Linked DNA regions of Mus musculus: all the other regions are linked to region 5. Evidence: chromatin contacts called from public HiChIP or PLAC-seq and promoter capture Hi-C data. All regions are on one chromosome and are shown on one strand. The core of a region is the stretch at or near the end of the contact, and the rest is flanking DNA. Distances in the headings are between cores, read along the strand shown.

Region 1 (3,341 bases), core at 44-2,543, 270 kb before region 5:
CCCCAGCTATGGCACATGGACTGTGGTTGTCCCTAGGAACCCAGACAAAGGCCGCGGTTGTGGCCACAGCTTGGGCAGTGCCCAACTTCTGCAGCAGCCGGCAGCTTTGAACAAAGGCGCCAAGAAATCCACCGAGGCCTAGATTCCACACGGGGCGTGTCCCTGGGGTCTCCTGGTCACATTCACCCTGGGCTAGAACGGGCCACAGCTTGTCCCTTCCTCCCACCAATACATACGTGCCCCCCTCAATATTTATCCAGGAGAATAAGCGCGCCCCTGCACTCCTCGACGGCAGCCACTCACCCTGACGACCCACGATCTCCGCGACATGCTCCGAGCTGGGCACCGGCACACACTCGGTCATGTTCACGCTTTTCTTGCGACTCCCGATCACGTTCAACTGCTCAGCCAGCAGCGTCGAGGGACCCAGGGCAGCCGGGTGTGGCGCGAAGCTGGCGAACACGTCTGGGGGTGATGGCCGGGGGCTCACGTCGGGGTCCAAAAGAGGCAGCCCGCCGGGGGCCACCGAAGAAGCCACGGCCATCGTGGGTGCCAGGGTCACCGAGGGTGTCAGTGCCATTGAGGGTGCCACCGTCACCGAGGGTGCCACAGCCATGCAGGGTGCACAAGTCACCGAGGGTGCCAGGGCCATCGAGGGTGCACTGGTCACCGAGGGTGCCAGGGCCATCGAGGGTGCACAAGTCACCGAGGGTGCCAGGGCCATCGAGGGTCCCACGCCCATCGAGGGCGCACCAGTCACCGGGGGCGCCACGGCCACCTCGAGCTCGTCGGGGGGCGCGGGCTCATCCTCTCCGCATTCTGTCGCCCCGTCCGCGCTGCGTGTCGCCATCCCTTCATCTCCGGGGCGCGCGCCCCCCAGCCCGAGCGCGGACAGCTGGTCCAGCGCCAGGCGCAGCGCAGCGGCCGCGTCGTCGGGCTCGGGTGGCGGCCGGGGCGCGGCATCCTCGGCTCCCGCGAGTGCAGGGTGCGGATGCCCGGGGTCGCCGGCGGTGGTCCCGGTTCCCGCGCCGCCCGCGTCGGGCTGCCCGGTGGAGCCCGGCATGGCTTTAGCGCTCGGGCCCGCGCCGCCGCCGCCGCCCGCGCCGCCCTCCGCGTCTGCGAGCTCGGCCGCCGGCCGCCGGCATCCAGCGGCGGGGCGGGGACGGCGGCGCGGGGATGCTGCGGGGACGCGGGGCTGCGGGGCGGTGGCGCTGTGGCAGGGCTGGCGGCGGCTCCTGGGCGGCCGAGGCGGCGGCGGCGGCGGCGGCGGCGGCGGCGGTGGCACGGGACGCTCGTGCCCTCCCTCCCTCCGCCCTCCCGCCGCCCCGCCCCGGCCCCGCCCCGCGACGTCACCGCGGCCAACAATGGGCAACGCCGCTGCGCACGCGCGGGCCGGGCCGGCAGTCACGTGTTTGCCCCGCCCCCGCCCAGGGTGCGGACCCTCCCCTTCCTCCTCCCTCTCCCCCTCCCCCTGGCCCGCCCGCACGTGCGGGAGGCGCCACAGGTGGGTCGGCGGAGCCCGCAGTTCTGAGCCACCTTGGTGCGTCCCGGGGATATGGGGAGGGTCGTGTGCTCCAGGAGCCCTCGCCATCACCCCTGGCTTCCCCGGCCTCCTCCCAGTGCCCGCCAGGGGACCTTCGGGACCTCTATCAGGGATCACTTGGCGGCCACACTGTGTTTCCCCTTCCCCGATCCCACAAAATCATCTCTGTGCTCAAAAGTGTGGAGTCCCCCTCCTGTGTCTTTCTTCTCTAGTCAGTCCTCGCTCTTCGAGAGCAGGGAAATCCTCCCCGTGTGCCTGGAGACCTTGGGGACCCTCTGGCAGGGATCACCTCGCAGCCACACGGTGTTTTCTTTCACATCAGCCCCTACACTGTGACTACATCGTAAAGGCAATATTCTCTAGTACCTGGCTTGCCCCAGGCTGTCCTTGCCCTCCAGAAGCCGGGGATTTCTACCTATGTGCACCTGGGGACTCTCTAGTTTAGGGTACCACACTGACTCTGGTCCCCCACCTCACCCTCAGTCATGGAACCCACTCTGAGTAACAGGGTGGCGCCAGCTCCTGTGCTGTGTTCTTCCAGCTGGTTCTGTCCTCCTCCTGACGACGGCGCCTCTATCCCAAGCACATTTAATGACTTGGGGACCCATTCCCCGAGTCACGTCCTTCCTGGCATGGTGTCTGGGCAGCCAGAGGTCCCTTTCCCCAAGTCAAGCCTTTCCCAACAGCTCATCCTTGGGGGTGGAGGGGGTTGTGTACACCCAAACTTAGACATAAGCACTTAGAACTTGTGGGGTGAATCGCTTCCCAGCAGACACTGCCCATAATCATTTGAGACGACCCTCACTGGAGATGCTGGGCTCTGAGGAAGGCAGCCTCTTCCACAGGCTCTGCCTACCTCCAGGGCCATACTGTCCCCAGCTGTTGCATATACCTCAGAGTTCCTGTTGAGATTTCTCATGAACAGGGAACAGGATGGACCTTGTCTGGGTCCTTGCCTACAGCTGACTGCAACCTCAGGTCAGTTGTGTCCCAGGGTCTGGGGCAGAGGCCGCTCCATTCTGCAGCGTTCTTAGCCACAACAGTGCCCCTCCCCCAATCCATGCCTTCCTGTCACTTTTACAACCATCATGAACACAAGTGCAGGTTGGAACACAGAGTGTCCTCACACCCCCAGTGTGTTAGTTCTTCTGCCCAGAAGCCACCTTGACCCTAATAAAAGGTCAAGAGCCAGTAGGGTACCATGGCTCACACCTCTAAGTCCCAAGCCATCCTAGTTTACTCAGGAAGTTCCAGGTCAGCCAGGGCTGTGAATTAAGAGCCAGTTTAATAATAATTACTATTATTATTATACTTAGATTATTGTTAAATCAAAGCTGGATGCTAGTGGCACAGGACTTGGGAGGCAGACAGGCAGTTTCTCTGTGAGTTTGGGGCTAGCCTTGTCTACACAGGGAATTCCAGTACAGACAAGACTATGAAGAGAAACCTTGCTTCAGGAGGGCGGGGAGAAAAGGAAAAAAAAAAAAAAGGAAGTACTGACTCCTCTTCCTAACATCTATGTCTAGCCATTCCCTGGGCCCCAGCTACAGTCCTTGTCCTTGACTTGGCAGAAACTTCAGCAGCCTTGGCAGGTATTCAAAGCCAGAGGCTAACCTGGGCTGCACGCAGTCAAGCGGGTCACTTCTGCCCACCCAGCCAGAGTTTGAACTACTGGCTGTGAGCAGAGATGGAGGGCAGAGACACTCAGATGTGAAGCTGTGGACCAGGAGGGAGGGGAGAGAGGAGGGGGTGTGAAGCTGAGCACCAGAGGCACCTCAAGTAGCCTTCCAAGATTCGG
Region 2 (3,498 bases), core at 844-3,343, 330 kb before region 5:
CGAGGCCAGACTGGTCTACAGAGTGAGTTCCAGGACAGCCAGGGCTATACAGAGAAACCCTGTTTCAAAGGAGGTGGCAGTGACTTCTTTAATCCCAGCACTCAGGAGGCAGAGGCAGGCTGCTCTGAGTTCCCAGGACAGCCAGGGCTACACAGCAAAACCTTAGCTCGAAAATTAAACAACAACAAAGTAACTGTGGGAGTCAGTGTTCTCCTTCTACTTGGATCTGGGGATTGAGCTCAGCTAGGTTGGGCAGCTAGCACCTTTGCCCTCTGAGCCATCTCATTGTCTATTTCTCTGTTTTCAGAGATGAGGTCTCATGTAGTCCAGGCTAGCCTCAAACTCTATGTAACTGAGGATAACTTTGAATTCCTGATCCTCCTGCCTCCACTTCTCCATGTGCATGACTGGAGTGTGCTACCATGCCTGGGTGGTGCTGGGATGGAACACAGAACTTCCGTCCCACCATCCACTCTACCCACTGAACCTTTTAGCTCCTATCCCCTCCGTTTTCGTCCAACATCACCACACCTACTGCCCAGCTGGCCTACAGCAGTCAGCCTGCTCCTCTCAAAGCTACAACTAGGAAGGCAGGAAAAAGTCTTGTCTTCTACCCCAGGGCCTTTCCATGTGCTGTTTATCAGCCCAAAGCATCTCCTGTGCCCTTCTCCTTACACCCCATCTTAGTCTCTCTCAGGAGCCATGTTCTTCTGGGTGACCATCTCTGTCCATCTATCCACTTCTATTTATCTTCATTCTCTTCCTTCAGAGGCTTGGCTTCTAAAGACACTGAGTCCCTGTGGTGGTTTGAATGAGAATGGCCCCTACCTTTTATACTTGGCTGGGTTCCCAGTAGGTGAACCTGTTTAAGAAGGTCTATCGCTATCACTGGGAGGTGGGTGGTGGGCTTGGAGGTTTCAGAAGCCCATGTCCTTTCCAGCTAGCTCTCCCTTCCCCTTGTGAACTATCAGCACCACCTTGACCCCTCCTGCTATGCTCCCTGACATACTGGCCATGGCCTCACCCTCTGAGTCCAATAAGCTCCAATAAAGTCTTCCTTCTGGAAGTTGCTTTGGTCATGGTATTTGTCATAGCAATAGCTAAGATAGGTCCCAGTGCAGGTGATCCCCTCTCTAACGTATCCTGTAACCCTCTATGGCTCATACCACACCTCCATGCCTGTTTTTTGACTGCCATCTAAGAGTTGTTCCCAGTGGCAGACTGGCCTAATGTGGACAGGACACCTACAGAAGCACCAAAAACTTGGGCTCTGCCCCTGGTTCTGCACACTCACCGACTCCAGCTCCCCTGTGTGCTGAAATGGACCGGTTCCCTTCCCTACATCCTGTGGCTTGCAGGGGGGGAAAGGACCAGTGCATGAGACCTTCCATTCAGGACAACAGGGCAAGGGTTTATCTGAGTCCCCCTGGATATTAAGTTGTGTTACATATGCGCCTAGCTCACACATGGCTTCCCCAACTAGGCCCCACTTCACACAGGCCACTCATAGCAGGAACGGTGACAGAAGGCTACTGGTTGGGACACAGCATCCACGAGCACTCTCACCTTGGGATCTTTCTTCAGTCGTAGACGATGGCCCCAGTGTGGAGTCAGGGACTGCTGGGCCACACCCCGGTGCCGCAGATGGAAATACTGGTCGTCAGGGAAGATCTGGGAATGCGACGGACAACAGGGGCATAGCTGGGACCCTGCTCCTTTGATAGGATCTCCACGACTTTATACACCTCAGCCAGGGGTCCATATGACAGCCACAGAATCCCAAATTGAACATGGAGGGGCACACAGATACATATTTGGGGAGGTCTTGGGGACACCCTCCCATTTGTCCAGATCTGAGGTTGTCCAGACCCACACCCCACGTCCCACCCACCTGTCCCAGGTTGACGAAGCCAAATTTACGGGCCAGGCGCTCAGCTTCCTGGTAACCTTTGGTCACCCGCACTGCCCAGCTGCTGACATAGATGGGGGCCTGGGCTGAGGCCCACCTCACAGCCAGGAGGGCCAAAGTCAAAGTCAGACCCAGCCACAGCTCTGTCTGGGAGGGCCGCATAGCGGGGGGCGGGGCGGGGGCGGGGCTTCAGGAAGCACTCCCAGCCTGGACACCATAGCAACGCGAAGCTGTCAACTCCCAAGGGGCCTTGCGCTTCCTTCCTCCCCCACCCCCTCCCCACCTGGGAGGGGTGGGAATATTCCACTAGGAGTGACACATTCATAGGGACCTAAGCCTTCGGGAACCTCACTTTCTCCACCTATACAAGGACAACCCCTCCATCTGCCCTTAGGAGCAGGTTCAAGGTAACAGGTGCCTTCAACCTTTATTTGGCCCCGCCCACTTTTCTCCACGCCCCCTCCTTCGTGATCAGCTTCGTTTTTCCAGTGTAGTCCCGCCTCCTTTCTGGTCTGTCCAATCAGCGCTGATCTTTACCAGGCTCCGCCCATCTGTTCCTCAACTAGCTCCACCCACGTCAATCGCTCTCCGTCAATAATCTACCGCTTGTCCAATCACTATCGTGCCACACCCTCTTGACCAATCAACACGCCATCACCCTGGGGCCCCGCCCCCTCGGGACTCCTCGCTGCCGCCCCGGCCCTCACCCTGGCCAGAGGGCCATGCGGCCGGGGAGACGGGGCAGGCCCCACCTCCTTTGTCCGCCCTGCCCTCCCATTGGCCAGAGCCGGGGGGCGGGGGCGGAGCCAGGGTCCGGGGCCGAAAGCACTGGGCCGGGGGCGGGGCCGGGCGGTGGGCGGGTGGTGAAAGTGCGCTCTCGGCGGCGCCGGTGCGCGAGGTTGCGGGCGTGCTTCAGTGGCCTGCCCCGCGCCCGCCGCTGCCATGGACGGTCTGCGCCAGCGCTTCGAACGTTTTCTGGAACAGAAGAACGTGGCCACCGAAGCGCTCGGGGCGCTCGAAGCAAGGACCGGTGTAGAGAAGCGGTATCTCGCCGCGGGTGAGCCTGGAGAGGGGTGCATGTCACTTGGTTCCCAACGGGCACCATGAGGTCCTGGGTCCCATCACTGGAAAGGACTCATGTCATGGGTTCTAGACGAGCTCCAGGAGGCCCTGGGAATGCAGGCTTGGCTCCCGGGTCCTATCCCTGTATAAGTTGCAGGACCCAAGTTCTGACTGGGCATCTTGAAGTTTGGGTGCCCTCACCCTGGAAGGAGTTTACATCTTAGGTTTTCTACGGGGTTTGGGAGGTCCTGAGAGTTCATTCCTAGCTGCAGCATCCCATCTCTAAGATGGACCCTTATACCAGGCATCGTGAGGTTCTGGGAACTCTGACCTGGAAGGTGTGCACATCCTAGGTTCCTGAGGGCCTCTACAAGGCCATAAGGACTCAGACCTAGAAGGAGTGCATATCTTGGGTCCCTGATGGGCCTGGGAAAAGACCTCATGAGGTACTAGGCACCCAGACCAGACTGGGAAGAAATGCACAGCTGGGTCCCCAACAGGCAACCAAAATGTCCTAGGTGCCTATC
Region 3 (3,486 bases), core at 794-3,293, 400 kb after region 5:
TGTGTGTAGTGTGTGTGTGTGTGTCCATACACATGTGGAAACTAAAGGTAGATCAAGAGTGAGTATACTCCCTCCAGGCAGCATGTCATGTTTTAGAGGCAGTGTCTGTCCCTGGGACACGGAGCTGATGTTGGGACTAGGCAGGCTATGCAGAGAGCCCGGTATCTGCCTATCTTGTGCTCCCCCACACACACACTGAAATTACAAGTGCCCCCAGCACTCTCACCCAGCTTTTTCCATGGGGAATCCACAGGGAATTGAACTCAGACCCTCATGCCAAGCATGTTGCTCACTGAGTTGTTTCCCCAACAGAAGCACTGTTCTGTGGGCAATGTTCCTGACCCCCACCCAGTGTCAGTGTCACATCAGAAGCCCCTTCAGTCACACCGATCACAAACATCCCCATACACTGTCCCTGTGGATGAGAATGACCAATAAAAGGAAAGACTGATCAAATAAATGACCACAGAGGGACAAAACAGGAAAGTCATCTCAATCAACTGGTGGGGAACGTGTGCCTTCACCAGCCACCACAGAGGCTAACAGACCTCTGCTAATGGACCTTAGGACAATTAATGTCCAGGTGACAGACACAGAGACATAACAATTTCAACTGACTTTCTTTGTTTTTGTTGTTGCTAACATTTCATTTTTGGTTTTGGTTTTTCAGGACAGGGTCTCACTCTGCAACCTGGCTGTCCTGGAACTCATTCTGTAGACCAGAGGCTGGCCTCGAACTCTGAGAGCTCCTCCTGCCTCTGCCTCCTGAGTGCTGGGATCAAAGTCGGACACCACTACAACCTGGCTTTTGAGACAAGAGGATTTCACCATGTAGCCCAACATAGCCTTGAACTTCACTTCCATCCTCCCGATTCAGCCTCCTACAAGCTGGGATGACAGCCAGCAAGCCCAGCTTACAACTAAACGGGCCCAGACTGACATCCTTTTTACGTTAATTATGATGCCAGATGAGGTGGTGGCACCTACAGTCCTGGCAGAGGTGGCGCTGAGGCCAGCCTGGCTCACATAGTGAGTTCCAGGACAGCCAGAGACAGATAAAGACTTTGTCTCAAAACAAACAAACTATTAATTATGTCGATTTCATTTTCAGACAGGGTCTCACGTTGTGGTCCAGCTACCTCCACCGTGTTAGGTATCCAAGGCTGGGCCTGAACTCACTCCCCGCGATCCAGCTGTCTCCCCCTCTCAATTGAAAGACTGGATTATAGGTTGTGGACCAAAGTTCTAGACTATTTGCTCGAGTCTTTGCTTTTGGTTGTTTCGTTTTCTGAGACAAAGTATGTAGTCCTTGCTAGCATGGAAGTCCCACGATACTCCTGCCTCTGCCCATGTGTCAGCACACCTGCCTTACCATTGTTTTAAGAAAACTCCTCCTCAGAGAGGTCAAGCTATTTGCCCTAGCATGCACAGCTGGCCCTCTGCCCTTCAAACCCACACACTACCTACCTTTGGCACCAAAATCAAACACACCCTCCCAATGGGAAGGAGCACCCACAACTGCTCAGACAATGGTGACAACGTCCATTGTACAGAAGAGGAAAACTGAGGCTGTGGGCAGGCAACAGGCTAAGCAAGGTCACCAGGGTGAGGAATGGCAATGTAAGAGGGTCTTAGACCTTAGGGGCCCCGAGAAAACTGAGATCCGCCCCACACACACCTAAACGCTGACCTTTTCGTGAGAAAAAGCGACGAGGGGTGGGGGTGGGTTGGGACGCTGTCTGCCTCAGTTTCCTCTCTGCGCCGCCCGCTCACGTGACCCCGAAGAGAGCAGAAGTCCGGATCACAAGCCACCTTTGTCCCAGGGGCTCCCGAGCACAGCGAAGCTAAACCCACAGACCCCCGACGCCCATACGGGGCACGGCGGAGCCCCCAGCCTCACCTCTCAGTCGACCGAAGACCCGACCCACCGACGGCTGCGCCTGCGCACCGCGGCGCAGCCAAGCTCCGCCCTCAGGACCAAGACGCCTGCGCAGAAAAAAACCATTTCCTGTGTAGGTTTCCTTTTGCGCATGCGCTCAAGTGCACCCTTCGCTCTAAAACAGAAGTGACGTCACGCGAAGAGGGGGGTCACAAGCTGGTTGTTATGGAAACTGCCCTCTGGAGGCATCAGGAAAACCGGAAGTTAGTCTGACAGTCACCAAGCGGGTCAGGCCTAAAGCACGGTGGGGCGGCGGCGGACCCCTGAGGCACCAAGGCAGACCACGTGGTATGGAGTCTGTCACGTGATCTAGCTGCTTTCAGCAAGACAAATCTGAATCAAAGCCACTAACTGATGCTATGAAGTTTTTGGTTCTGTTTTCGTAATTTTTTTTTTTAAAGATTTATTTATTTTTATATGTAGGTACACTGTAGCTGTCTTCAGACACACCAGAAGAGGGCATCGGATCTCATTGTGGATGGTTGTGAGCCACCATGTGGTTGCTGGGATTTGAACTCAGGACCTTTGGAAGAGCAGTCAGTGCTCTTACCTGCTGAGCCATCTCACCAGCCCCCTGTTTTCGTAATTTTTTTTTTCTTTTTCCTTTTTTTAAAATGACAATACTACGAGCCCAGCCTGGCCCGGAACTCTTCATCCACTTCGCCCATCTTGGAAACTGGCATATCCCACTTTCTGTGAAAGCAGTAAGTGTGATTAACCACTAAACAATCTACTTCACTTATTTTTATATTTAAAACCTATTTACAAACTTATCTTTTGCACACCCCAACTTCTTTCTGATGCCTAAAAGAAAAACAAAGATTAGCAGCCAGACAGTGGTGGTGCTCGCCTTTAATCTCAGCACTGGAGAGGCGGGGGAATCGCGGTGAGTTTGAGGCAAGCCTTGTCTACAAAGGATAGCCAAAGCTACACAGAAAAACCTGTCTCAAAAAATAAAAACAGGAGCCGGGCGTGGTGGCCCACGCCTTTAATCCCAGCACTCGGGATGAGTTCGAGGCCAGCCTGGTCTACAGAGCGAGTTCCAGGACAGCCAGGGCTACACAGAGAAACCCTGTCTCAAAAAACCAAAAATAAATAAAAAAATAAAAATAAAAATAAAAACAGGTCGGGCGTGGTAGCGCACGCCTTTAATCCCAGCACTCGGGAGCCAGAGGCAGGCAGATTTCTGAGTTCCAGGCCAGCCTGCTCTACAAAGTGAGTTCCAGGACAGCCAGGGCTATACAGAGAAACCCTGTCTCGAAAAACCAAAAAAAAAATTAATAAATAAAAATAAATAAAACCAACTTATCTTTACTTTTGAATTATGTGGATGTCTATGTGTGGGTGTCTGCATGGGAATACAGTGCCTATAAAAATCAGAAGAGGGCATGGAATCCCCAAGGCTAGAGTTGGGTGCAGTGCAATTCAGGCCCTCTGCAAAAGCTGTATGTACTCTACTTTTTTTATTTTCTTTGAGACAGGGTCTCATACCGTAGGCAAGGTTGGGCTAAAACTGCACTACCCAGTTTGCAATATGTACTCTTAAC
Region 4 (3,343 bases), core at 518-3,017, 400 kb before region 5:
CTGCAGTTTGAACACATACCAGTCAGCGCTGGCACAGCCTTGCCCAACCTCATCTGAGCCATCCCATGGCCTTGGACGCTAACCCAGCCCATACAGCTGCCCTTCCCACGGATGTGTCCCCAGTGCACATTGGAGGTGTGTTTGTTGGGATGGGGGACAACTTGTAGGCATCCATTCTCTCCTTACACCACGTACATCCTGGGGGTCAAACTTTGGTCATCCTTTTGATGGCAAGCTCCACCAGGCTGAAGAGGGTATGGTAGTGTAAAAGCAGGCACAGGCTGCCAAGTAGTACCCAGACGCTAGCGGGTTCCCCAGAGCTCAACCCCTTTGCCAGGCTCCCAGAGTTCCCTCACCATCAAAGTGACCGTCAGGCAGGGTAGGTGCCACCTCCTCCCACAGGCCTTTCAAGGGAACAACCTTGGAGAGGAGAGGGTCAAAAGAGGTTGAGGGTCACATGGGACCCCATGATCTCCCAGCCCTGAGGGTTACTCCCAGTCTGCACCCCAGCGGCAGAAGGTACCTTATGTGGCTGCCGCAGGGCCCAGTCTTGTAGACGCTGGAAGACCCCATCATTGCACTCAATAATCCAGTGTTCCTCTATGGGGGCCTGTTGCACCCTGGAGGCTGCAATGGCCATACCGAAGCCCACTTCCAAGACCCGGCCCCCTAGGAGGACAAAACATGACAGCTGGTTTGGGTGGGGGAGGGGGACTTAGATGTGAGGCCTGGCTCACACTTGCCTCAAGGCCAGCCAGCCAGCCAGCCAGCAGGACCATGTGGGTGGACAGAACAAAGTAACAGCAGAGTGTGGGCTCGGGCCAGCTGCCAATCAGAGCGGCTAGCCTGGGAGCCCAGGGCCTGGCCCCAGGGATCCCTGGACTCTGAGCCCCTGCCCACGCGATTTGTGCTCTAATCTGTGAGAAAGGGCCAAGCCTGGCTTGGAGGCTCTACACCTGCAGCCCCTCCACGTTTCATTCTGCACCTAATACCAAGTCCTCATTTGCCTTGGGTGAACTTTGAAGTCCACTCACTCACTGCCCATCTGCCCTGTTTGAAGCTGGGGTGCCTCAGACACCACCCCTTGTACAGAAGTTCAGGGCCACAGCACCGGGACAGCTGCCTCTCTGCTCAGTTTTCCCAAGCTATTCTTAGCAACAGCCCCTGGAGACTCGGAGGTTCCCGACAAGCACAAGCCTCACGCCCCTCTGCTCTTTCTCGCTCTTTCTATTAAGTTCCACTCGACTGTGGTCCGAAGACCCAGCCCCGGGAAGTAGAAATCTTCCCTGGGAGAGGAAGTTCCAGTTCGGAGCCGGGACCTCTTTCCTGCGTCCACTTTTTGCAAATACCCTTCCCTTCCCGACCAAGGTAGCCCCAAGGCAGCTCAGTGCCTCAGGCAAGGAAACTGAGACTTGCAACATGCATGGGAGCTCCTGCTCTTTTAAGCTGCAGCCTCAGTTTCCTCTGGCAGAGTACCTCTGGAGGCAGCAGCCGCCGCTAGCGCATGCATATAGGGGGTCTCCCAACGCTCCATCACTGGCTTGCCCAGGATTTGCAGGTGCGTGTCAGACGCGTCATAGGCCGCGGGGGCCGCGCGCCACGCGGGGCCGCAGTCCTCGCCGGGCGCGAAGAGCGGGCTAGCTGCAGAAGAGCTCATGGTGAGGCTGTGCAAACCAGGCCGGGAGCGCAGGGCTGCGGAGCCGCGGGGCCGGTGGAGGCGGAGTGGGGCGGTGCCTCTGCACAGAGATTAGCCTTGCACTCAAGTGGGTGGGAGCCTGAGGCGGGGGCGGGGCCTATGCGCCCTAAAGAACTCCGTGGCTGAGCCGTGTGGGCGGGGCCTACTCGCTGGGGCGGGGCTTTTCTGGGCTAGGGTGGGTCCAGTCATTAGAAGAGGGTTGGCCCTTGCTCTGGGAGGGGGTCCAGCCTGGCACTGGGCTGGGCCTGGGTGGATGGAGCTGAGGGACAGGGTGGAGCGTGCTCACGGTCGGGGCTACTCGCTGGAGCCCAAAGTAAAGTTCTGAGGGGCGGATCTACGGAATGGGATAGGTCCTGCACTGGTGGGCTGGGGAGGAGTCCAATCTTTTGCTATGGATGGGGCCAGAGCTGTGGGTTGGGACAGAATCCAGACTTCTATGAGGAATGCAGGCAGGAGCCATACAGGATGGAGCCTGTATGGTAGGACAGAGTCCAGCCTTCTGCTAGGGGCGGGGCCGGAGCAATGGGGTGGGGTCACCATTCTGCTAAGTATGAGAGACGAAACTAAGGAACGGGGCCAGCCGGCTGAGACCGTGGTGTCCAGCCTTCTGCTACGGATGAGGACAGAGCCATGGGGTAGGTGTTTATGGGATAGGATGAAATCCAAGCGTTCTGCTACTGGCGAAGCCTAGTCTTCTTTCACGGGTGGGGCCCAGCCTGGTAGAGGCAAAACAGGATCCGGGGCCTAGCTTTCCGCTAGAGCTGAGGCTGGCGCCAAGGAGGCGGGGCCTGAGGATAGGGTAATTGTGGAGTCCAGCTGAGTCCATCCTTTTACTATGAATGGGGCGGAGCCTGCGGACCTGGGCGGGGCCAAGTTATCTAGGCAGGAAGTTGGAGCCATGAGGGGTGAAGTGCCTGCGGTGCAAGGAGGGACGTTTAGAGACTACCAGTGGTCCCAGTGCCATGGAGAGTACCATATGCTGGCACGTGCACTGTTGTGGCTTCTGGAGGGGCGGGGCAAGCTCCCTGGCACCACATTTGGAATGAGGCTTGACTTTCTGCATTTGCCTGGCTGGCTCGCAAGGGTACTGGATTTACTGTTTGAAGAGGCTGTGAAACTTCCTGATCTCAGCGTGTCGTCCACGATGCTCCTCTAAGTTGATTCTTTTTTTTTTTTTTTTTTAGGTTTTTCGAGATAGGGTTTCTCTGTGTAGCCCTGGCTGTCCTGGAACTCACGCTGTAGACCAGGCTGGCCTCGAACTCAGAACTCCACCTGCCTCTGCCTCCCCAGTGCCGGGATTAAAGGCGTGCGCCACCAGGCCCGGCCCAAGTTGATTTTTTTATTTCTATTTATCCGTTTATTTAGAGACAGGAGCTCCTGACTGGCCTGGAGCTTGCTATTGAGAACAAGTTGGCCGCGAACTCACAGATTTCTGCCTGATTCTACCTCTGAACTGCTGGGATTTAAAGGCGTATGCCACCATGCCTGGCTGAATGCCTCAAGTTTAGACATTCATTGGCCTGGTGAGGTCCAAGAAGCCGGCCCTCTCTCAGCTGCTCTAATCCATACCTGTCATTCAGCAGCTCTAGCTTACTACTGGGTCACTTGGACATGTTAGGTGTAGCGATCTGATGATTTTTCTAAGAA
Region 5 (3,741 bases), core at 323-2,822:
TCTTTCCCAGAGGGCTACACACACACACCCACGTCCACATTCCCCATTCCTGCCATCAAGCTGGACAAGCTACCCCACATGGTCATAAAGGTCATGTGCCAAGAACCGCACTGGCAGGCGGTACACGCTACCACAGCTTGCACAGAACTCGCAAAAGGCCTCAATCCTTTCTGAGGCTGTGCCAGACCCTTGCCCACTCCCAAAGAGCTCAACTCATCGTGGCCATGGTGAGGTCTGGGGGTGATGGCTCAGACAGGCTGGAAGCCCAGTGCTGGAGGAACAAGAGGCAAGGGTCTCTGATGGGGCCAGTAGGTTAGATGGTGTGAGGTGTGAACATGGGGTAAGAAGGGGATCTAAGGGGTCATGGGTGGGGACGGAGGGGGCCCTAGAACTGGATAAGCTGGAGGAATGTTGGGGTGACTAATGGATTCAGAGAGCAGAGAGGATCCAGGATAGAACGGAGCAGAACCTAAGGATAAAATGAAATGGCCCTAGAACCAGGTTCAAGGCAGGCAGGACCCAACAGAACCTCCAGGTTCCCATGTTTAGGAAGTACACTGTGGGGGAAGGGGGTTGTGGGAACCAGGTTCAGGTGAAGGGGTCAGGAATCCTAAGGTAAGAGCCTGAGGCTCCAGATTCAGGGTCCAGGGGTGGTGAAAGGTCTGGGTGGGGTGTAGAGTCTGAGGTACATGATCCTGGGTGGAATGCAGATTCTTGGGGTGCAGGGTTCTAGGATGCAAGGTCTGGGGTGCAATATCTAGGAATAAAGAATCTGGGTGCAGTCCAGGCTCTTGGGATTAGGGTTGGGATGAAGGGTTCAAGCAGACTGCAAGGTCTGACTGCAGGATTTGGGATGCAGGATCCTGGGATGCAGGGCCTGGATAGGGGTGCAGGTCTGAGGTGCAGTCTTGGGTGGAGTTCAAGGTCTTGAGTGCAGGGTTCTAAGGTGCTGGTTCATGGGGTGCGGGGTCCAGGTGAAGTGCAGGATCCGGGTGGGGGAACAGAATGGGGGGGTGCAGGCTCTGAGTGGACTACGGGGTTTAGAGTGTGCGGGGTCCAGGTGGAGTGCATGGTCTGTGATGAACGGTCCCGGGTAGGGCGCAGGGTTTCAGGGTGCTGGTTCCTGGGGTGCAGGGTCTGGGTGGGGTTCAGGGTCTGGGGATGCAGGGTCTGGGGTTGCAGGGTCCGGGCGCGTCCCGGCGGCCCACCTGTGCGCGGGGACGCGCTGCGAGCTGAGCCCCTTGCCCACCAGGAAGTGCACGTCGCACAGCACCTCGTTGTTGAAGAGGAAGGCGAAGCGCTCCTGCACCGTGGGCTTGGTGGCCTGCCAGTTGTACACGGGCTCGCGCAGCAGCGCGCCTGGGCCCGCGTCGTCGCGCTCGTCGCCCACGGCCTGCGCGTCAGTCCCGGGCCCAGGCGGCGGGGACGGGGGCGGCGGAGGCACCGGGGCGCAGGCAGCGGCGTTGCTGGGGGCGGCGGCCGCGTTAGCACTGGGACCCAGGCTGCCCGCGCCGGCCCCGACCCCCGGCGGGCAAGACGCGCGCCCGCTGCCGCCCGCCGCCATCTTGTCGCTGCGGCGCGGGGGCGGAGCCACGGAGGGCGTGGTCATGGGGCGGGGCGTTTGAGAGGAGGAAGGGAGGGGCGGGGCTAAAGAGAGCCGAGACCTGAGAGGGGCGAGGGGAGGAGACAAAAAGGGAGGAGCCAACGGGAGGACGGGAAGGGGGAAGAAAGGGCAAGGCTAGGGAGGAGGATGGATTGGAAAGGGAAACGGGGAGGGAGAGAGGGAGGGAGGGAGGAGAGGAAGATGGAGAAGCGATTGTGAGCGTAGAGAGGAGGGGAGGGAGGATGGGCGTGGCAGGGCTAGGCCCAGGATTGGTGAGACAAGGAAGAGGAGGGCCCCGAAATGCCAGAGGAGGAAGGAGAAGGGGAAACAGAGGAAAAAGGGACCGAGAGAAATGAGAGGGAGAAATGGATACTGGGACAGAGAGGAGGGCAACAGGAGGGGTTGAATGGGAGGAAAGAGAAGGATGTGGTAACGGGGGAGGAGCAGAGACAGGAGGTAGGGGAGGTAGTCCGGGCCATGGAGGCGCAGGCCATCCCTGGATTCGAGCAAGGGCAGGAGGAGAAGGATGAGGAGAGGCAGGGAAGGCATGGAGAGGTAAAGGACAGACAGAGGAAAGAAGCAGGAAAGACAGCATGGGGAGGGGAGGGGAGGGGAGGGGAGGAGGAGGAGGAGATCACACAGTGGAGGAAAGAGGCCCAGACTTGAGGTGAAGGGGCGTGGTGCATCTGAGCACCCCGGGGCTAGAGGGCGGGGCCACAGGGTCTAGATGGAAGCCGACAGAGGAATAGGGATGGAGGGAAAAAGGAAGAAGGACAGGCCTTTGAAGATGGTGAATGCGGGAAGGTTAGGAGAAACGGAGAGGAACAGAAGGAAGTGAGGATGTTGAGGTCTCAGGCCCTTGATCCCACCCACACAATGCTCCTGAGCCCCTGAACCTAGCCAATCCCGGCTCTGCCTTAGGCTGTAGGACATTAAGAACCCAAACTAGCTGGGCAGTGATGGCGCGCTCCTTTAATCCCAGCACTTTGGAGGCAGAGGCAGGCGAATTTCTGAGCTCTAGGCCAGTCTGGTCTACAGAGTGAGTTCCAGGACAGCCTACACAGAGAAACTCTGTCTCAAAAAAAAAAAAATAATAATAATAATAATAATAATAACCATAATAAAAAGAGCCCAAACTAGACTGTGAACCCAGAAAGGGAAAGAAGTGGAGTGAGGGGTAAGGTACAAAGAGGAGGAGAGGACAGGCCAGGCCTGAGGAAGGAGAGACTGGAGGAGGGGCAGGAATTACTATGTATCTGGGCATGGTGGGCAACACCTGCCATCCTAGCACTGGGAGCCTGAGGCAGGAGGATCACAAATTCAAAGGTGGACAAAGCTACTCAGGGAGGCAGAAGGGGAAGAGAGGAAGGAGGGCAAGCTTTGTTTCCACAGGTTAATTAACAGGGACTGACTGGCTTAGTCCTGAGTCTCACGAATCTCATCTGGAAACAGGCTCAGCAGAGGGACCAATAAAAGTGAAGAAAGAATCCTAGCACGAGGATAAACCATCCAAACAGATTTCAACAGCCTGGATCAGGCCTTGCCTGCAAGCCGCAATAGCTCAGGGCCTTTTGTCCTGACAGCTAATAAATGTCTTTACTGTTCTGGGCAAGTCTGCTCTGTTTTTCTGTTATTTGTAGCCAAAGGCTGGGAGTTGAGGCAGCTCTCCTAGGCCGCCATCTTTAAACACCTGCCATTAGGGACTTTGCTCTTGAAGTGCTTATGACAAGCCTGATTTGATCACTGGGACAGTCAGGGGGTTCACAGCCAGTTAGCAGTGGACAGGAAAGGATTGTAAACGGAATGTCCTAGTACACACATGGTGGCAGCATTAGATGCATGCTTGTAAATTCTGCCCAGAGTGTGGTGATACATGCCTTTAGTTCCAGCACTTGCAGGCAGAGACGTAGGCAGACCTCTGTGAGTATGACGTCAGCCTGGTCTACATAGCAAGCTCCAGGACAGCGAGGGTTACACGCACGCGCATGAACACACACACACACACACACACACACACACACACACACACACTCACACACACAGAGGTCCTGCGATCCCGGGGGACATCTTTGGAAACCTAGAATCCCCACTTCATGAGGCGGGCAAGATGCTCCATATGTGAACACAGATTGAAACTG
Region 6 (3,560 bases), core at 614-3,113, 310 kb before region 5:
TCACTTTGTAGACCAGGCTGGCCTCGAACTCAGAAATCCGCCTGCCTCTTCCTCTCGAGTGCTGGGATTAAAGGCGTGCATCACCACGCCCAGCTTTCTTTTTTTCTTTTTTATTTTTTTTTTAGATAGGGTCTTGTAGCCCAGGTTGGTCTTAAACTTCCTGAGTAGCTAAGGATAACCTTGAACTCGTGACCTTCCTGCCTCCCCTACTAGCTCCTGGACAGTGGGCACTGGGCTTTTGCTCTAGGACAGGCTTCTGCTTTCCTTTTGAGATGGGAGTCTTGATCTGTAGCTCAGGCTAGGCTCAAACTCTGAAAAATCCTCCTCCCTTAGCCTCCTGGGACAAAGTTGCTAGTCCTGGACTGCCACACACCCACCTTAATCAGTTCTTCCTATAGACAATGTGTTCTTTTATTTTGTTTTTGTTTTTTTTTAAAGATTTTTATTTATTTATTATATGTAAGTACACTGTAGCTGTCTTCAGACACTCCAGAAGAGGGAGTCAGATCCCATTACGGATGGTTGTGAGCCACCATGTGGTTGCTGGGATTTGAACTCAGGACCTTTGGAAGAGCAGTCGGGTGCTCTTACCCACTGAGCCATCTCACCAGCCCCAGTGTGTTCTTTTATAATGCACAAGGAATCCTTTAAGGACAGTTTTTAGGTGGCTGCAAGTTTAGTCACCCCTTTCATCTACCTTCCTGGGTGGCCAGGAACCAACCATTCCATTTCTCCAGGCCTCGGTTTCCCCATCTGTGCAGTGAAAACCCGCGGAACCCCATCCCTGAGTCTCTGAGAGCCTGTAGAGGGATAATTAATGGAGGCTCATCCAGAAACTCAGGGTGGAATGGATGTCCCCCTCCCAGCTGCCCCCCAGCCTCTGGGGACCGCTGTGCTCCCAGGTACCCCATAGCCTAAGGGACCTCCTCCCCACCCCCAACCCCACCCCGTGGCAGGCGCTGGGCGGCTGACCTGGCCTCCTGCCAACACGTGGGTCATGGTCTCATCTGCCAGAGCTGCGGGCTGCGGTGCCTAGAGGATCTGCGGACAAGAAGAGCAGGGTGGGGCTGAGTGGAGGTCTCAGTTTCCCCAACTGTAGAGACCGGATGAAGTCATTCTCAGCCGACGCCCTCCTCCTCGTGATCCCAGCCTGGCAAGACCAGCCAGGAGGGAAGGGAACCAAGATGAAGTGAGTCCCTTCTGGGCCCGGGCCAGGCTCTCTGAAGGGCACACGGGCTCTCAAAGATCTGCAGCCCACAGGGTCCAGGTACCTGAAAAAGGGGTAAGGAGGACAAAAGTACCCCGGCCCGGCTGGAACCAGGGTCTCTCCGGTTGTCAGCCAATCTGATGTCCTTTAGGACACCTTGGGACCGAGATGGCTGTAAATTGGAAACTCACGGGAACTGCTTCAAGACACTCGCCGGACCCTTCCTTCTGCGGGCCCAGAAACTGGGCTGTCCCGGGAAGGAAGGAAGAAGGAGGCTGGGGAAGGCCATCTCATAACCCCCTTCGTGAGGGGGGCTCCTACCCATGTCTGTCAATGCCCTCTCCCGAGCACCGCATCTAGCACTGCATCCCTCTCCCGCATTGGTGCACCAGTCACTGGGGTGTCGGTCTCCTGAGTTTCAGTCCCATCCCGTAGGAAGTGCGACCCCCAAACTCACCCACCATCCTAGGGATTGCTGCTTTCGCTCCGAGCAGGGAAAGAAACCAATCTCATCCCCGCCGCCACACCGGGTGGAATAGTGGCAGGATGGGAAGAGGGACTTACCATCTGCTGAGAGCCCAAGGCAATACGTCCAAGTTTCCCCGGGACGCCCCGGGGACTGGCGGAAGCGGCGGGGCCCCAAAGTGCGGGACTGCGAACTCGGTCGATCCCTCCCACCCGGGCCTCCTAGGCGCGCCCAGGCTGGGGTCACCGAGGGCGCAGGCCAAGGGCGCCCTCGTGCGGCAGGAGAGGGCGCACGCGTTGGGCCCGGACCTGCGGCAGGGGGCTGACCTACTGTGTCTGACAGCGCAGCTCAGCGGCCCAGCGTTGGTCCTGATATCCTGGGTGCCAGTGACCTTGGGAAGTGCAGCTGCGGGGCGGTGCGCGGGGGTGACTGGACTGCTATTCCGGGCGCCGCGCTCAGGGCCAGGGAATGTGCCTAGCGCTGGGGCTTGGGGTGGGATAGTCCATGCCAGGGCGCCCTCTCACTCTCAGTACCCCGTCCTGCTCCGTAGCACCCCGCAGCCAGATACGCCAGATTTCCTCTCCTCATCCCCATCACCCACTCAGGCCAGGCTCCTAGCTCTGTCCCAACAATCCCTGGGACCCCAACCCAGGTCTCCATCATCCCTGCAACTGGGACTTCCCACCCCGTCCCTGTTACCCCCAATTAGACCTCTCCACGCTGGTCCACATCATTCCCCAGTTAGACCTTCCTGCCTTGGTTCGCATCTCCACCCCCCCCGCCCCCCGACTCCTCACTCGAGTCCCAAGCATCCCCTCACGAGGCCCCGCGCGCCCGCTGGGGGCGGAGGGACCCTCCCTGCCCCACATTCCCAGGCGCTGCCGTCACCAATGCTCCACCCGGTCCCGCCCTCTAGGCCTGGACGCCAGTGCTGCTTCTCTCCACTGGTTTTGGCCTCAAGCCCTCCGCCTCAGTTTCCCATTCCCGGCACTCTGCCAGCCTCTTGTGGACCCCCTGACCCCATCGCCTTCGTGTAGCCTCCCGGCAGCCGGGCAGAAGGACGCCGCACTGCGATGATCAGTGCTGTGTGGACCATGCTATTCCTGGGCGCTGAACTCGCCTCCTCTAGGAAGCCCACCTGGCTGACCTCTGGCCCGCTTTCCTCACAGGGCACGGTGCCTGCTGTATGCACTCCCTGAAAAGCAGACTGCCTGCAGTATTTACTACACATAGAGGACAGTGTCTGCTGTATACACCTGCCTCAGGGAGGTCCTCTGGACAGGGCTCAGCACAGGACAGCCGCTGGAAACATCTCTGAGTGTGACCACTCCGTGACATTATTATGCAAGTCACTGTGTGCACACAGCTATGGCCCAGCAGCCAAGCCCAGTGTGGGGAGGTGGCCATGCATGGCCATGACTCCGATTTCTGACACCCATCATCCTGTTGAAGAAAAGATGCTAAGGCCAGGCATGGGCTGTGAGGAGAACCCCTACAGAACATATAACCACTAAAGGGGCTAGAGGCAAGGGTGGCCTAGCCAGGGTCAGCAGGAGAATGAGAGACAATCCTGACGTCCTGCTGTGAAAGGAAGGGACCTCAGCAAAGCAAAGATGAGGACCGTGTTAGGGAGAGAGAGGGGCCCGTGCAGTAGGAGTTCTGTTCTGGTATACAGTAGGCATGCACTCTGTCCTGGTATACAGTAGGCATGCACTCTGCATGGAGGATATACAGCAGACATAGATTTACAGGAGAAAATATGCAACAGATATACTATCCAGGTAGTGCACATAGTAGGCACTGAAGGGGAGTATACATTAGGTGCCCCGTCCTTCATGATACAAGTGTGCAGGAAACACTGTGTCTGGCAGAGCGAGCATATAGCTC
Region 7 (3,381 bases), core at 379-2,878, 360 kb after region 5:
CTTGTAATCCCAGCACTGTAGAGCCTGAGGCAGGAGGATGGACATGGCTTCCAACCCTAGTGCCTCACTGGGGGATTCTAGGCAGGTTCTCCACCCCGGGCTCTATCCCAGTCCACATCCTTCCAACCTGGCTGCATAGATCTCAGGCAGTTTTTCACACCTCTGGGCTGTGGACACTGGGCCTGTTCATTGTCTGTGGGACACTATGGGCCCTGCAAGGCACTGTGCAGTCTTAGGCTCCACACTGCATGCCAGGACCTCCTCCCTGATTTGAGAAAGTTACACATGTCCCTAGATGTTACCCAGTGTTCCCTGCACAGCAGAGTCACCCAAGTTCAGAGACAATCTTACACTAAACTGCAAGCTGACTGTGGTGTTTTTGAGACAGTGTCTCACTCTGCAGTCGTGGCTGTCCTGGAACTCACTATGTAGCCTAAGCTAGCCTCAAATTTTCCATTTTTCTGCCTCAGTTTCCTAAGGACTGGGAGAGCACGCCTGCCACCACCGGGGTAGAGATTCTCATTTGCACCCCAGGATGGTGGGAGTCAAGGGGGGTTCCTCATAGTCTTTCTGTGACAGCTTGCACCAGAATGGCCTTAACACATATCTTCCCTGGCAGATACTGCAGGGAGCCTACCCAGGGCTAGCTGCCCTGCCCTCATGAGGAGGTAGGGGGGACTGAGGACTGAGGGACAGCAGCTAACAGATCAAAGCAGAGTCCCAAAGCCACTGAGAGCACTAGACCTGTCTGCAGCTGCAAACCGGTGAACTTGGTGCCTGGTTCCCTGACACCTGGCAACAGTTTCAGTGCTATAACAAGAGGTCCCCCAGCCAGCCACCGTCACCCTCTCTCCCACCTCGCCCCTACCCCCACCCCATCCCACCCCCGCAGTGGAGAGCTGCCCACACACCTTAACACTATTGCCCCTAACACTCCCACAGGAAGTTTCTGAAACAGTCAGTCAACACTGGAGCCTTGTGCACCCCAAGATCTAAGCCTATGTACCCTGAGTCCCTGAGAGGGACACACAGGTACCTTCCCCCTGCTCTATGTCTTTGTCTCCAAGGTGTTGGTACTGTGTGCAACCAAACAGCAAACAGGTAGTGCCCCACTCCTCCTTGACTGCACCCCACTCCTCCCTGACTGCACCCCTCTTCTCCATGACTGAACTCCATTCTTCTCTGTCTGTATCCCACTGTTGTCTGACTTCACTTCACTCCTCCCTTATTGTACCCCACTTCTCCTGACTGTACGCCACTCCCCTGACTACACCACACTCCTGTCACCTTACCCAATACGTATCTGACTGCACCAAACTCAGTCTTGTATGACTGTACCCCACTCCTCCCTAATTGACTGCACCCCACTCCTCCATAACTGATTGCCACCCATTCCTCCCTGATTGCACCCCACTCCTCTTTGACTGCACCCCAACTCTCTCTGACTGCACCCCACTCTTGTCTGACTTCACCCCACTTCTCTGGGCTGCCCCCGTCCTCTCTGAGGCAGCCCACTCCTCCCCGATACACCCCGAGTCTCTTCAGCATGCGGAGCTCACCTGCCTCCAGCCAGTGTCTCAGCAGCCGCACAGCCGAACGCACCGCGGGGCCTAGAGAGGGCTCTTCCATGGGGCGGGGTCTCCCGCGATGAGGGCGGAGCCTCTGTAGCATTCGGACCAATCAGAAGCCAAGGTGGCGGAGGTTGGTCCAGAGGAGGAGCCTAGGGCCGACAGTCTGGTAGGCTTAGCCTTGGGGGCAGGGCGGGGCTTCGGGCTCGAGTGGGCGGGCCAAACCCAGGAATGGCGTCTCCACGGGCCATTCACTAGCTGGAGGGCGGGGTTATGCGTCTAAAGATTGGCAATCAATGGTGCAATCAAAGGGGCCTCTCTGAGGAGAAGCTGCTTAACGTTAGGCATGTACTAAGTCAGGCTTTGTTTTGTTTGGATTTTCGAGTTTATTTTATTGGTGTGTATTTATTGTATGGTATAATGAGTTTCATTATGACGTTTGCATACATTTGTATCCCATATTGTGATAATATTCATCTTCCGCTGAGCATCATTTTAGCAGTAAGAAAACACCGATCAAACTCCCCATCTCAGCCCAGATCTAACAGAACAGCAAGGTCCAGTCAAAAAACCCCATGGGAGCCAGGGACAGGAAGCTCCCTTGTGGTTTTCAAGGAACGAGTTTGAATCCCGAGCAGAGACCCAGGATAGTGAGGAAATACTGATTTTTTATTTGCTTGTTTATCATTTCTGTATTCTGATGTTCATCTCCGGTTTTTTCTATTCTCTCTGTTACTTGGGTTTTTTTTTGGCTTTTGCAGTACTTGGCTTGGGTTATAACTTCAGCCATATATATATATTTTAAGACAGGGTCACAGTAAACCGCCCAGGCTGGCCTTGAACTCACCATGCAGGAGAGGATGACTTTGACTCTCCAGTGGGGGCAGTGGCACCAGGGACTCATGCTGGAAGCCCCAGCCCATGGGTCTGCATTCTCTACAAGTTTTCTTGGTGACCTCAGAGACATCTGGAACATCCCTGCAGGTAACAGCCATCCCAGGGAAAGACCAGTGCAGCCCCTGGGTGGGTGACCTCAGGATTCTGGTGTGGACTGACATTCTGTGACAGACAATCTACTGGCTCGGCTCCCTGGACTCTTGTCATTCCTGAAGGAACCTGGCTATCATCCACACACACATCCACACACATACATGCACACACATATGAATGCCCCCACCACAGACATGCACAGACAGGCACACACATGCACGTGTGCTCACACACACAAACACACACAAACACTGCACTTTATATTCAGAGAAAGCCCAGAACCTTTCTTCAGTGTTCTTCCCTGGCACATCCCATCCAGGCTGTCCCCAGACCCTACTACTGTTTGTGGTTCACCTGGTAGATGCAGAGTTGGGCTATCTTCCAGCACTTGAGAAGATGAGGCAGGAGGACTGCCCCAAGTTTGAGTTCAGTTTGGGCTACATGGGTGAGTTTGAAGCCATTGTAGGCAACATGAGACCCTGTTTCAAAAACTAACTAATGCTGGAGAGTCGGCTCAGTGGTTAAGAGCACTAGCTGTTCTTCCAGAGGACCTGGGTTCAATTCCTAGCACTCACATGGCAGCTCACAACTGTCTCCAGTTTCAGGGGATCTGACACCTTCACACAGACATGCACACAGGCAAAACACCCGTGCACATAAAATTTAAATAAATAAATAAATAAATGAATAAATAAATAAATGAATAAATAAATAAATACAAACACTAAGAGGTTTGTAGCTCAACAGGAAAAGTATCTGCCTCCAAGCCTGAGAGCCTGAGAGAATCTAATCTCCAGTAAGGCTAGACCATTGTGTCCTCTGA

Evidence for each region. Promoter capture Hi-C pulls out the DNA fragments that hold promoters and counts their contacts. HiChIP or PLAC-seq counts read pairs in DNA pulled down with a chosen protein or histone mark. Capture Hi-C pulls out chosen DNA fragments and counts their contacts.
Region 1: a contact with region 5 is called in a promoter capture Hi-C map of hippocampal neurons, with 2.2 times the contacts expected there. The contact joins the promoter of Mex3d here to the promoter of Btbd2 in region 5. A contact is called at or near these places in 9 of 39 promoter capture datasets (the HPC-7 cell line, cranial neural crest, embryonic stem cells and 5 more), 3 of 484 Hi-C or Micro-C datasets (B cells, embryonic stem cells and erythroblasts), 10 of 115 datasets of contacts at active chromatin or transcription factors (the SCID.adh cell line, bone marrow-derived macrophages, embryonic stem cells and 4 more) and 3 of 9 other capture datasets (adipose tissue, liver and pancreatic islet).
Region 2: a contact with region 5 is called in a promoter capture Hi-C map of liver. The contact joins the promoter of Pcsk4 here to the promoter of Btbd2 in region 5. A contact is called at or near these places in 3 of 39 promoter capture datasets (hippocampal neurons, liver and neural stem cells), 3 of 115 datasets of contacts at active chromatin or transcription factors (bone marrow-derived macrophages, embryonic stem cells and pancreatic cancer cells) and 3 of 9 other capture datasets (adipose tissue, liver and pancreatic islet).
Region 3: a promoter capture Hi-C map of neural stem cells shows a contact between it and region 5. The contact joins the promoter of Sgta here to the promoter of Btbd2 in region 5. A contact is called at or near these places in 2 of 39 promoter capture datasets (frontonasal cranial neural crest and neural stem cells), 2 of 115 datasets of contacts at active chromatin or transcription factors (astrocytes and pancreatic cancer cells) and 1 of 9 other capture datasets (adipose tissue).
Region 4: a contact with region 5 is called in an H3K4me3 HiChIP or PLAC-seq map of bone marrow-derived macrophages, with 2.5 times the contacts expected there. The contact joins the promoter of Gamt here to the promoter of Btbd2 in region 5. A contact is called at or near these places in 2 of 39 promoter capture datasets (cranial neural crest and pre-B cells), 2 of 484 Hi-C or Micro-C datasets (embryonic retina and pre-megakaryocyte-erythroid progenitors), 4 of 115 datasets of contacts at active chromatin or transcription factors (bone marrow-derived macrophages, differentiating embryonic stem cells, epiblast stem cells and 1 more) and 3 of 9 other capture datasets (adipose tissue, liver and pancreatic islet).
Region 6: a contact with region 5 is called in a promoter capture Hi-C map of neural stem cells. The contact joins the promoter of Adamtsl5 here to the promoter of Btbd2 in region 5. A contact is called at or near these places in 2 of 39 promoter capture datasets (the SN4741 cell line and neural stem cells), 1 of 15 datasets of contacts at CTCF or cohesin (large pre-B cells), 1 of 484 Hi-C or Micro-C datasets (embryonic stem cells), 1 of 115 datasets of contacts at active chromatin or transcription factors (pancreatic cancer cells) and 1 of 9 other capture datasets (adipose tissue).
Region 7: a contact with region 5 is called in an H3K27ac HiChIP or PLAC-seq map of microglia, with 6 times the contacts expected there. The contact joins the promoter of Gng7 here to the promoter of Btbd2 in region 5. A contact is called at or near these places in 2 of 39 promoter capture datasets (the SN4741 cell line and maxillary cranial neural crest), 2 of 115 datasets of contacts at active chromatin or transcription factors (microglia and pancreatic cancer cells) and 2 of 9 other capture datasets (adipose tissue and liver).

What each region holds. Positions count from the first base shown.
Region 1 is chr10:80,386,358-80,389,698 of GRCm38.p6, forward strand. It overlaps Mex3d (mex3 RNA binding family member D), which reads right to left and starts at 1,294. Exons shown (of 2, transcript NM_198615.2): 1 at 304-1,294. The coding sequence starts at 1,063. It overlaps Gm30823 (a long non-coding RNA gene), which reads left to right and starts at 1,403. Exons shown (of 3, transcript XR_380610.3): 1 at 1,403-1,540.
Region 2 is chr10:80,327,380-80,330,877 of GRCm38.p6, forward strand. It overlaps Pcsk4 (proprotein convertase subtilisin/kexin type 4), which reads right to left and starts at 2,094. Exons shown (of 15, transcript NM_008793.2): 1 at 1,892-2,094; 2 at 1,567-1,671. The coding sequence starts at 2,071. It overlaps Reep6 (receptor accessory protein 6), which reads left to right and starts at 2,766. Exons shown (of 5, transcript NM_001204931.1): 1 at 2,766-2,966. The coding sequence starts at 2,852. Gm51809 (a long non-coding RNA gene) reads right to left here. Exons shown (of 3, transcript XR_003949017.1): 3 at 3,080-3,113.
Region 3 is chr10:81,058,228-81,061,713 of GRCm38.p6, forward strand. It overlaps Sgta (small glutamine-rich tetratricopeptide repeat (TPR)-containing, alpha), which reads right to left and starts at 2,044. Exons shown (of 12, transcript NM_001358550.1): 1 at 1,901-2,044.
Region 4 is chr10:80,259,245-80,262,587 of GRCm38.p6, forward strand. It overlaps Gamt (guanidinoacetate methyltransferase), which reads right to left and starts at 1,768. Exons shown (of 6, transcript NM_010255.4): 1 at 1,477-1,768; 2 at 524-669; 3 at 357-420. The coding sequence starts at 1,657. It also overlaps a transcript of Dazap1 not described here.
Region 5 is chr10:80,654,922-80,658,662 of GRCm38.p6, forward strand. Btbd2 (BTB (POZ) domain containing 2) reads right to left here and starts at 1,573. Exons shown (of 9, transcript NM_145361.3): 1 at 1,209-1,573. The coding sequence starts at 1,564.
Region 6 is chr10:80,346,585-80,350,144 of GRCm38.p6, forward strand. Adamtsl5 (ADAMTS-like 5) reads right to left here and starts at 1,864. Exons shown (of 13, transcript NM_001285435.1): 1 at 1,772-1,864; 2 at 973-1,041.
Region 7 is chr10:81,013,297-81,016,677 of GRCm38.p6, forward strand. Gng7 (guanine nucleotide binding protein (G protein), gamma 7) reads right to left here and starts at 1,629. Exons shown (of 4, transcript NM_010319.3): 1 at 1,560-1,629.